2 separate regions of the Mus musculus genome follow, and region 1 is linked to region 2. The links are chromatin contacts, called in public HiChIP or PLAC-seq maps. All regions are on one chromosome and are shown on one strand. Each heading gives the region's core, a stretch centred on a gene start, on an enhancer-like site or on the middle of the called end of the contact. The rest is flanking DNA. Distances are from core to core; before and after follow the strand shown.

Evidence for each region. HiChIP or PLAC-seq counts read pairs in DNA pulled down with a chosen protein or histone mark.
Region 1: a contact with region 2 is called in an H3K4me3 HiChIP or PLAC-seq map of embryonic midbrain, with 3 times the contacts expected there. The contact joins the enhancer-like site here to the promoter of Alx3 in region 2. A contact is called at or near these places in 10 of 39 promoter capture datasets (the SN4741 cell line, cranial neural crest, embryonic stem cells and 3 more), 4 of 15 datasets of contacts at CTCF or cohesin (CD8 T cells, the G1E-ER4 cell line, embryonic stem cells and 1 more), 60 of 484 Hi-C or Micro-C datasets (B cells, the C10 cell line, the C2C12 cell line and 34 more), 12 of 115 datasets of contacts at active chromatin or transcription factors (the HPC-7 cell line, T-cell acute lymphoblastic leukemia, bone marrow-derived dendritic cells and 6 more) and 4 of 9 other capture datasets (adipose tissue, embryonic stem cells, liver and 1 more).

Annotation. Positions count from the first base shown.
Region 1 is chr3:107,849,467-107,853,436 of GRCm38.p6, forward strand. No RefSeq gene overlaps it. Among named protein-coding and RNA genes, the nearest start is that of Eps8l3, 26 kb to the right of the region's middle. Within about 2 kb of position 1,330, at least 132 of the 459 cell types and tissues checked have an H3K27ac peak or open chromatin away from gene starts, as enhancers often do. A contact at or near this core is called in the C2C12 cell line, the SN4741 cell line, Sertoli cells and 12 more, where this site is marked.
Region 2 is chr3:107,593,772-107,597,222 of GRCm38.p6, forward strand. Alx3 (aristaless-like homeobox 3) reads left to right here and starts at 1,260. Exons shown (of 4, transcript NM_007441.3): 1 at 1,260-1,681. The coding sequence starts at 1,405.

The sequences.
Region 1 (3,970 bases), core at 80-2,579, 260 kb after region 2:
GCCTCTCTCCTGTGCTGCCACCCTAGCAACGTGATGCCAGCCCCAGACTTGCTGAGTTCATCTCACAACCCCCACCCCACCCCACTGTCTGCCACTGGGTCTCTGATATCTTTCTGGCCAGGTTCCTGGCTGCAATGACCCTACGTGCCATTTCCACCTTGAAGGTGACAGAGACCAGTCCAGTCACAGTCCTCCTATCTTGCAGGCTTGGAACCCAGAACTGGGGAGAGAGCAAGCAGAATCTAAGTCACACCACAGTAAGGCAGGAGATGGGCTCTTGTCACCTCTCCCTAGGTCCTAGTCTTTGCTGTTTAAGAGCTCCAAGCACCCTGTGCTGTGTGACACTGGAAACTCAGATGTTGCAATGCTTCCAGGTCAGAGTTTCCATAGACTGACCTGGTGACCTTCAGTCACGGGGTGATACAGAGGAGGGGATGAGGCTGTAGGATCCCTATTTTCCTTCCTTCCCCTAGGGTAGGGACAGGAGGGCACATGCCCAGCAGCCTTGGAATTTATCTGCCCTCACTTAAGACCTTAAGACCATTTTACCTGTCGTGCAGTTTCTTCTCTAGAATACAGGCATCAACTTCCCTTTAGGGACCGTTGGGAGGATTGCTTGACATTAGTCACAGTGGTTAGGAGTCTGTGTGGGGAACATTAAACAAAGGCCAGCAGCCATCGCCAGCCCAGCCATGAGATGGTCATCTTCACACCTCACTCATCATTTGCATCTGTTCAGTCGTCTACAAATGGGCTGAAGGCTGGAGCTACAGCAGGAGCATTATAGCCCCGGTGGTGACTGGCCTGTGCCATGTATAAGGTGCTTCTGGTGACAAAGACATTTTCCAAGGTTCTCCATCCCTAGTTTTCAGGAGCAGGCCTGGAAGGATGAAGAAGCAGCTTTGTGGGTTTCAGTGCTTGGTCAAACACATATGCTTCCAAGTGGCCGGCCAAGGCTGGAATTCCCCACGAGCAGCAGCCGGGGCCTGAGCAGCCTGCCCAGGCTCACTTTCCCTGTTGTCTCCACTCCCTGCAATCAGCCTGGGCCACTTCACTCCCTGGGCCCAGGCCTGGAACTCTTAAAGGCTGCCAGCTTCTCTCCTCCACTTCCCCCCACTCCCCATCCCCCATCCATTATTAATCCCACCTCCCCTGGCCTGGCCCAGATGTCTCAAAGTCAATGGGGGTGACCAGCTCTTGCCACTGAGAAGGTCTTAAAACCTCAGCCCAGAGGATACTTCAAAGGGGGGGAGGACTACTGGGAAGGGAGGGTGGGGCAGAAGGCAGAGGCGGAGGGTCATTAATTCTTCCAAGGCCAGTTGGCTCCAGCCTCCAGCACGGCGGCTCCACTCGTCCCCGGGGCCAGGACACTGTTTCTGCAGAGTCATCCTTTCTTGTCCAGAGGGATCCTGGCCCAAAGCCACATTCCTGGTGGGGTTTGAATGTGGCAGGGAGCGGAAGCATCCTTTCTTACCCACCCCCAGCACTGCAGTCCCGAGACGGGCTGGTTTCTCAGTAGCCTCTGCCGGCCGTAAGCATTTGCCTCCATCTTTGCAGATTCTGGTCCTCTGTGAGCCCTGATCTCTTATGGGGGGAGGTAGTTAGGCAGTGTTCTGAGAGGAGGGGCTTGACCTACTGAATGCAGGGTCCCAGGGAGACGAAGAAATTATTTACAACCCTGCAGGGGTGGAGGTGGCCAGGCAGCTACATGGCTCAGCTGAGAAGAGCGTTTGCTGCCTAACCCGGCCAACCTGAGTTTAATCCTGGGAACCCCCATGGTACAAGGAGAAACTCCTGAAAGTTGTCTGCTGACCTCCACATACAAGTATATCATGGCATACACGTGTGTACATACATACATACATACATATACACAATTCAAAAATAAAATTAAAAACCTACCTGGGGCTGGAGAGATGGCTTGCCTCATTAAGTGCTTTCTTTTATTATTATTTTAAAATATTTATTTATTTACTTTATGTATGTGAGTACACTGTCGCTGTCTTCAGACACACCAGAAGAGGGCATCGGATCCCATTAGAGATGGTTGTGAGCCACCATGAGGTGGCTGGGAATTGAATCCAGGACCTCTGGAAGAGCAGTCAGTGCTCTTAACTGCTGAGCCACCTCTCCAGCCCCCATAAAATGCTTTCTGTACAAGCGTGAGGATCAGAGTTTGAGTTCCCAACATCCAGGTAACAAACGCAAAGGCATCTGCCTGTAGTCCCAGAACTGAGGCGTTTAGAGACAGGAGAAGCCCTAGAGCTCGCTGGTCAGCTGGTCCCGCCAAGTCAGTGACCATCTGGTCCAGTGAGAGACTGAGAGTGTAGAGGAAGACAGGCATAGACATCTGGCCTCCACCCACAGGTGTGTACATGTGTGTGTGCAACCCCTTTCACATGAACACACACAATACACCATACACACCACACACATAACCAAAAACACAAAAATGAACAAATAGCACAGCCCTGACTTTCCGCTGGGTCTTGTCTGTGTGGAGTCGGCAGTCTCACTGGGAAAAGAGCCTGGCTGCCTGAGGACAGCAGTGTGGGGTCCCACTCTGACCTCCAGTCCCACAACTCGAGCATCCCTTTCTAAGTGTAGTGTGTCTCCAGATCAGCAATGGGTCAACACCTCAGAAGCGTGTGTGTAGAGTCTCCGTTGTATTCCAAGCCCTGCGCCGGACACTGCCCTGCAGCAGTAAGCAGGATGGATGTGTCCAGCCTTTGGTAACTCTCCCATCCTTTCCAGTGTCACCACCCCTGTCTCCATTTATCCTCATTCCAGATTGCCTATGTTCCCATTTTCCAGCTCTGTAACACTGAGCAATGTGTTTAGTGCTCTGGACCTCATCTATAAAATAGGGTAAGGATCCCTCCCTCCTAGAAATGAATTAATATGAGAGCCCAGTGCAGATCCAGATTGATCCCGTTATCCTCTCCCCCCCCACCCCCACCCCCGGCTTGCCTCTGGTACTATCTTCCCCTAGCATGTCTTTCCTCTCTTCTGCAGAGACCTAGAAACCCAGCCTCTGAGAAGTTTTCAGAAGGAAGACAGGCAGGTTGTGGGGCAGGCCAGGGTTCTGCCAGACCTACCAGTCCTTGAGGCACTTTTCTGTTGCTGAGTGTTCTGCACCTCTTGGAAAGTGGATGAAGGCAGGAGTTTGGGCGATAAGACCCCTGCCTGTGACTACAATGCCAGTAGCATTGAATCTGAAGGACTCAGGTCTATTGACTGAAAGTCCCCGCTCCACCTGGTAGAACTGGTCCCTATAAACTATCAGCCACCTTACGACCACTGGCAGATTCAGGGGCCTCTGAGGATTAGCACCCAGATGCAGAGCCCTCTGACTTGGAGACAGGGGAATATATCTCTCAGAGCCAGATGAGACCCACAAAGCCTCAGGATGGGGGTACTGGCAGAGCCCCGTGGAGGCCCCACGGAAAGACTCAGCCCAGGAAACTCTGAGCAATGCCGGCAGACCACAGGGCTCTGAGCTTCCTGCTCTCCCCATTTAGGACACCCTGTCAACGTCAGAAGGCTTGTGAAACCTGCTGGTGGGCAGTGGAAACTCACGAGCCCCTAGGGTTCGTGGGCTGTGGTTGCCCCGCCCCTTTGCTGCCCTGGTGTCCACACTGCTATGGGATATGAGAAGGGTACCTGATGGAGGCCTGGAGAACTCCTCCTTGGAAGCCTGGGTCCTGGGCTCTGCATGTGTGTACTCTGGATGCTGCAAAAGTGCAGACTCTGTTGCTGAAGGCCTTTGGGGTAGGGAGATGTGGCTGGCGGTTCCTTTTCCAGCTTTGCTGGTTCTGTGCCTGACTTTGGGAAAGGTGCTTTCTTTGTTTCGGTTTTGTCACCTTTAAAATGGTGACCAAAAAGCACCCACATCCTGAACATTAAAGAGTGACAGAGACTTTTGAAGTACCTGGTACACAGTATGCTCTAAACAGGACCAGTTGTCTTG
Region 2 (3,451 bases), core at 10-2,509:
TGCCTCCAATGTGGTGTTTAAGCCAATAAGGCTTCAGAAAAGTTACGGTATGTTTAATAATGGCTTAATGACTCCTTGTGAGATGCAAGGCTTCTGGTTCCTGTTTGGCCTTGATTTACAGCCCAACTCTGGCTGAGGACAGCCAAGAAACCTCCTCTAAGCCTCCAACGGAAGAGGGAGGTGTTCACACCAGGCCTCTTAGATTCCTTTTAAAAATGAGAATTCAAATAGAATACAAATGATGTTTGACTCCCTGCCCCTCTCGCTAATCTCCAGGGGTCCTAAAAATATAAATGTTTTAACCCGGACCTAAGGGATCTTTAAGCTCGGGTCCAAAGGACCTCTGGTATTTCTTCCCAGATCTTAGGCACAGTAAGGATTATTCAGTTTCAGAAAGGCTAAGCTATACCCTAATCCTAGGCTTCCTTTGGGTCGAGGAGACTCACCTTTGGGAGATGCAATCCTACCCTCGCTATGTCTAAAATAGCAAGCCTGAAGCAGTTAATTTGCAGTGGATCTGAGTGACATTCAGTTTATGCTGCTCAGAAGGACAATGACCCTTCTGCTCTTCCATAGCTGACCCAAAAAGCTACCTGGGCAGACCACTGTGAAACCTAGAGATCTCTCTGTCTGTTTTGGCCTGCCTGGGCTTTGGAACTCACCACCAAATGTAGATGGACCACAGTCAGCTGAAAACGCTAAGTGAGAGGTTCAAATCACAGATAATCAATGACAGTATTGAGGCCCAAGCTCCCAAGCCCCCTGCTGTTTCCACAGCATCCAGTCTCTAGGATGTCCAGGCAAAACAAGTGTCTAAGGGAGATGCCCTTGCTTTTTTCCAGCTACCAGCAAAAATAAACCGAGCAAGGTGAAGGGGAAACTCTACCACAGTAGAGGCCTCTCTTCTCAGACTGATGTCAGATCAGGCCTCAAAGAGAATGTTGGAGGAGGGATGGGGGAGGGTGCGGGGGTGGGGAGGATGTCTGCCCTCACCGTTTCACCTCCCCAGGGCCAAGAGCCACTAAGATGGATATCAGGACTTGAGGGTGCAGCTCAGAGCCAAGGACTCACCCGACTGCTAGACAAAAGGGATCCTGCCCTCGAAAGGAAGCAGCTTCCCTCTCTTCTCTTCCAACTGCTTGTGATACCAGACTCGGGGTGAATGGGGTGGGGTGGGGGTGTTCCTGGGCTCCGAGGGGTTAACCCGCACGGGGCCGCACGTGACGTGGATGGTTCCAGCATTAAGTCAGAGGCGCGGCCCCCTCTCCTGCCCCCCACCCCCCGCGGCGCGCGCCGCTCCCGGGGGCTCCGCGCCCCCGAGCCCAGGTCCCTCCCCCTTGGCTCACAGGCCGCGCGGGTTAGCGGGAGCCCCGGAGCTCCGGCGGCCTGTGAGCCCGAGCCGGCATGGACCCCGAGCGCTGCGCGCCTTTCTCCGTGGGGCCGGCGGCCGGTCCTTACGCGGCCGCGGGGGACGAGGCTCCGGGTCCCCAGGGGACTCCCGATGCTGCGCCTCACCTGCACCCCGCGCCACCCCGCGGTCCGCGCCTGAGCCGCTTCCCGGCCTGTGGGCCCCTGGAACCCTACCTCCCAGAGCCCGCCAAGCCGCCCGCCAAGTACCTGCAGGACCTCGGGCCAGGCCCGGTGCTCAACGGCGGCCACTTCTACGAGGGCTCCGCGGAAGGTAACACGCCGGGGGTCGGGGGTGGTGGTGGAACCCCATGTCGTTCTTATCCCCAGCCCTTCCTGGTCTCCCCGACTCTCCCGCTTTCTTGCTTCTTAACTTTGGGTACGTCTCGCATTTTCCACGATTCCCTCGCTAGATCGCTGCTGGCCTGGCCGGACAAGGCCAGGGCATTGGGGACCGCAGAATCGCCTGTGTCCCCGGCCGGCAGAGGCAATGGGAGGCGGGAGGTCAAAGGAGGGTGGAGTAGGGACGATCTTGGGCCCATTCCGACCCCCAAGGTGATTGAACCTGGGAGGAGAGATCGCGCTCATCCGGAGCCGAGCCTCTCTGCCACCGACCCAGAAGAGGGGACTGGGTGGAGGGCCCCGGAGCCTAACTGGGCCCCAAAGCTGGGAGAGAAGAGTTCTGCTTTTGTGCATGGCGCCCGCTGAGGGCGTAGAGGCTGGGCCTCGACTTAGTGGCCAAACTGGACTCAGCGAGGGAAAGGCTGTGTCCTGGACTTACCCAGCTCTCATCCTCGGGCCCAGCCTCTGCAGGAAAAGGTTTTCTGATGCCGTTAAGTCGCTCCGCAGAGTGGCGGTGGCTGCTCCCCCTCAGAACTGGGACTGTCTTCAAGATCAAATAACTATGTTCTTGTTTCTCAGATTAACTTGGCCTCCCCGTCGCCACGGGGATGGCTACCCTTCTTGCAGTTGGCATCTCGGCACCGAATCATCACCGCTGAGCCGTCGGAAGCGGTCCCGAACTATCCTAAATCCCAGGGCGCATCCCACTCCGGGGACCGTGCCCTGTGTGCTAAGGCGGGTCGGACCGTACCATTATCTGAGAATGCGCCTGAGTGGCAGGGCCTGCCAAGACTCTTTTGCCGCCCACTGTACTCGCTGACCCACGAGTGGCTCAGCACCCACGCCCACCCCTCGTATGCAGCCACATTTCGTAGCCTAGACCCAAAACTAGATCCCGGGAGATCCGCCAATGCGGCAATCGCCTGCTCCTCGCGGGCCTCCTCAGAGAGGCTGGGCAGCGAGCAGCTCCTGGCTTCGTCCCGTCCGGGTGGCGGGAGTGTGCAGGGGAGGCCCGGGAGGTGTGTTGGGGTCATCGGAGGAAATGAGCAAGTCCGCGGAGCTTCGTGTCTAATGCCGTTTGAAAAAGGCTCTCCTGATAAAAACCACAGTTGGGACTTAATGAGAAGCAGTTGGCCTGGCTCCTCTGATCCCTGCCAGACGGCGGCAGCCACGCAGCGCCCAGAGCACCGCCAGGGACAGGTACCCGTCTGGGTTGGGATCGCGCCCCGCAACACCCCACCACAGTCCAGTGTCCCCGCCGATGCGCAGCCTCTTGCACCGACTGTTCGGGTTCTTGGACAGCCGTGGGTCTGATCGCACTACGAAAAGGAGTGGGATTGAATGGGCGGGCAGTGTCTGTTGTCGCAACGAAACGAGGCGAAAGAAAGCCAAAGGATGCAATCAGCCCAAGGGGAGAGGGGGAAATTGAACAAAACAACGGATTACAGTCTGAAGAACAAAGGTAACTAGCCAAGTCCGTCGGTGAGATGGGGAGAGGAACGAAAAAGAGTAAATAGACAAATAGACGAACGAAAAGAGCGAACAGCAGATCGAACGAAGCGGGTAAACGAGAAAAAGAAGAGAGAGAGAGAACACGAAGGAAGGAAGGAAGGAAGGAAGGAAGGAAGGAAGGAAGGAAGGAAGGAAGGAAGAAAGGAAGAGGGCATTTCCTAAAAGGATAGAGCACACCAAAATATGAACA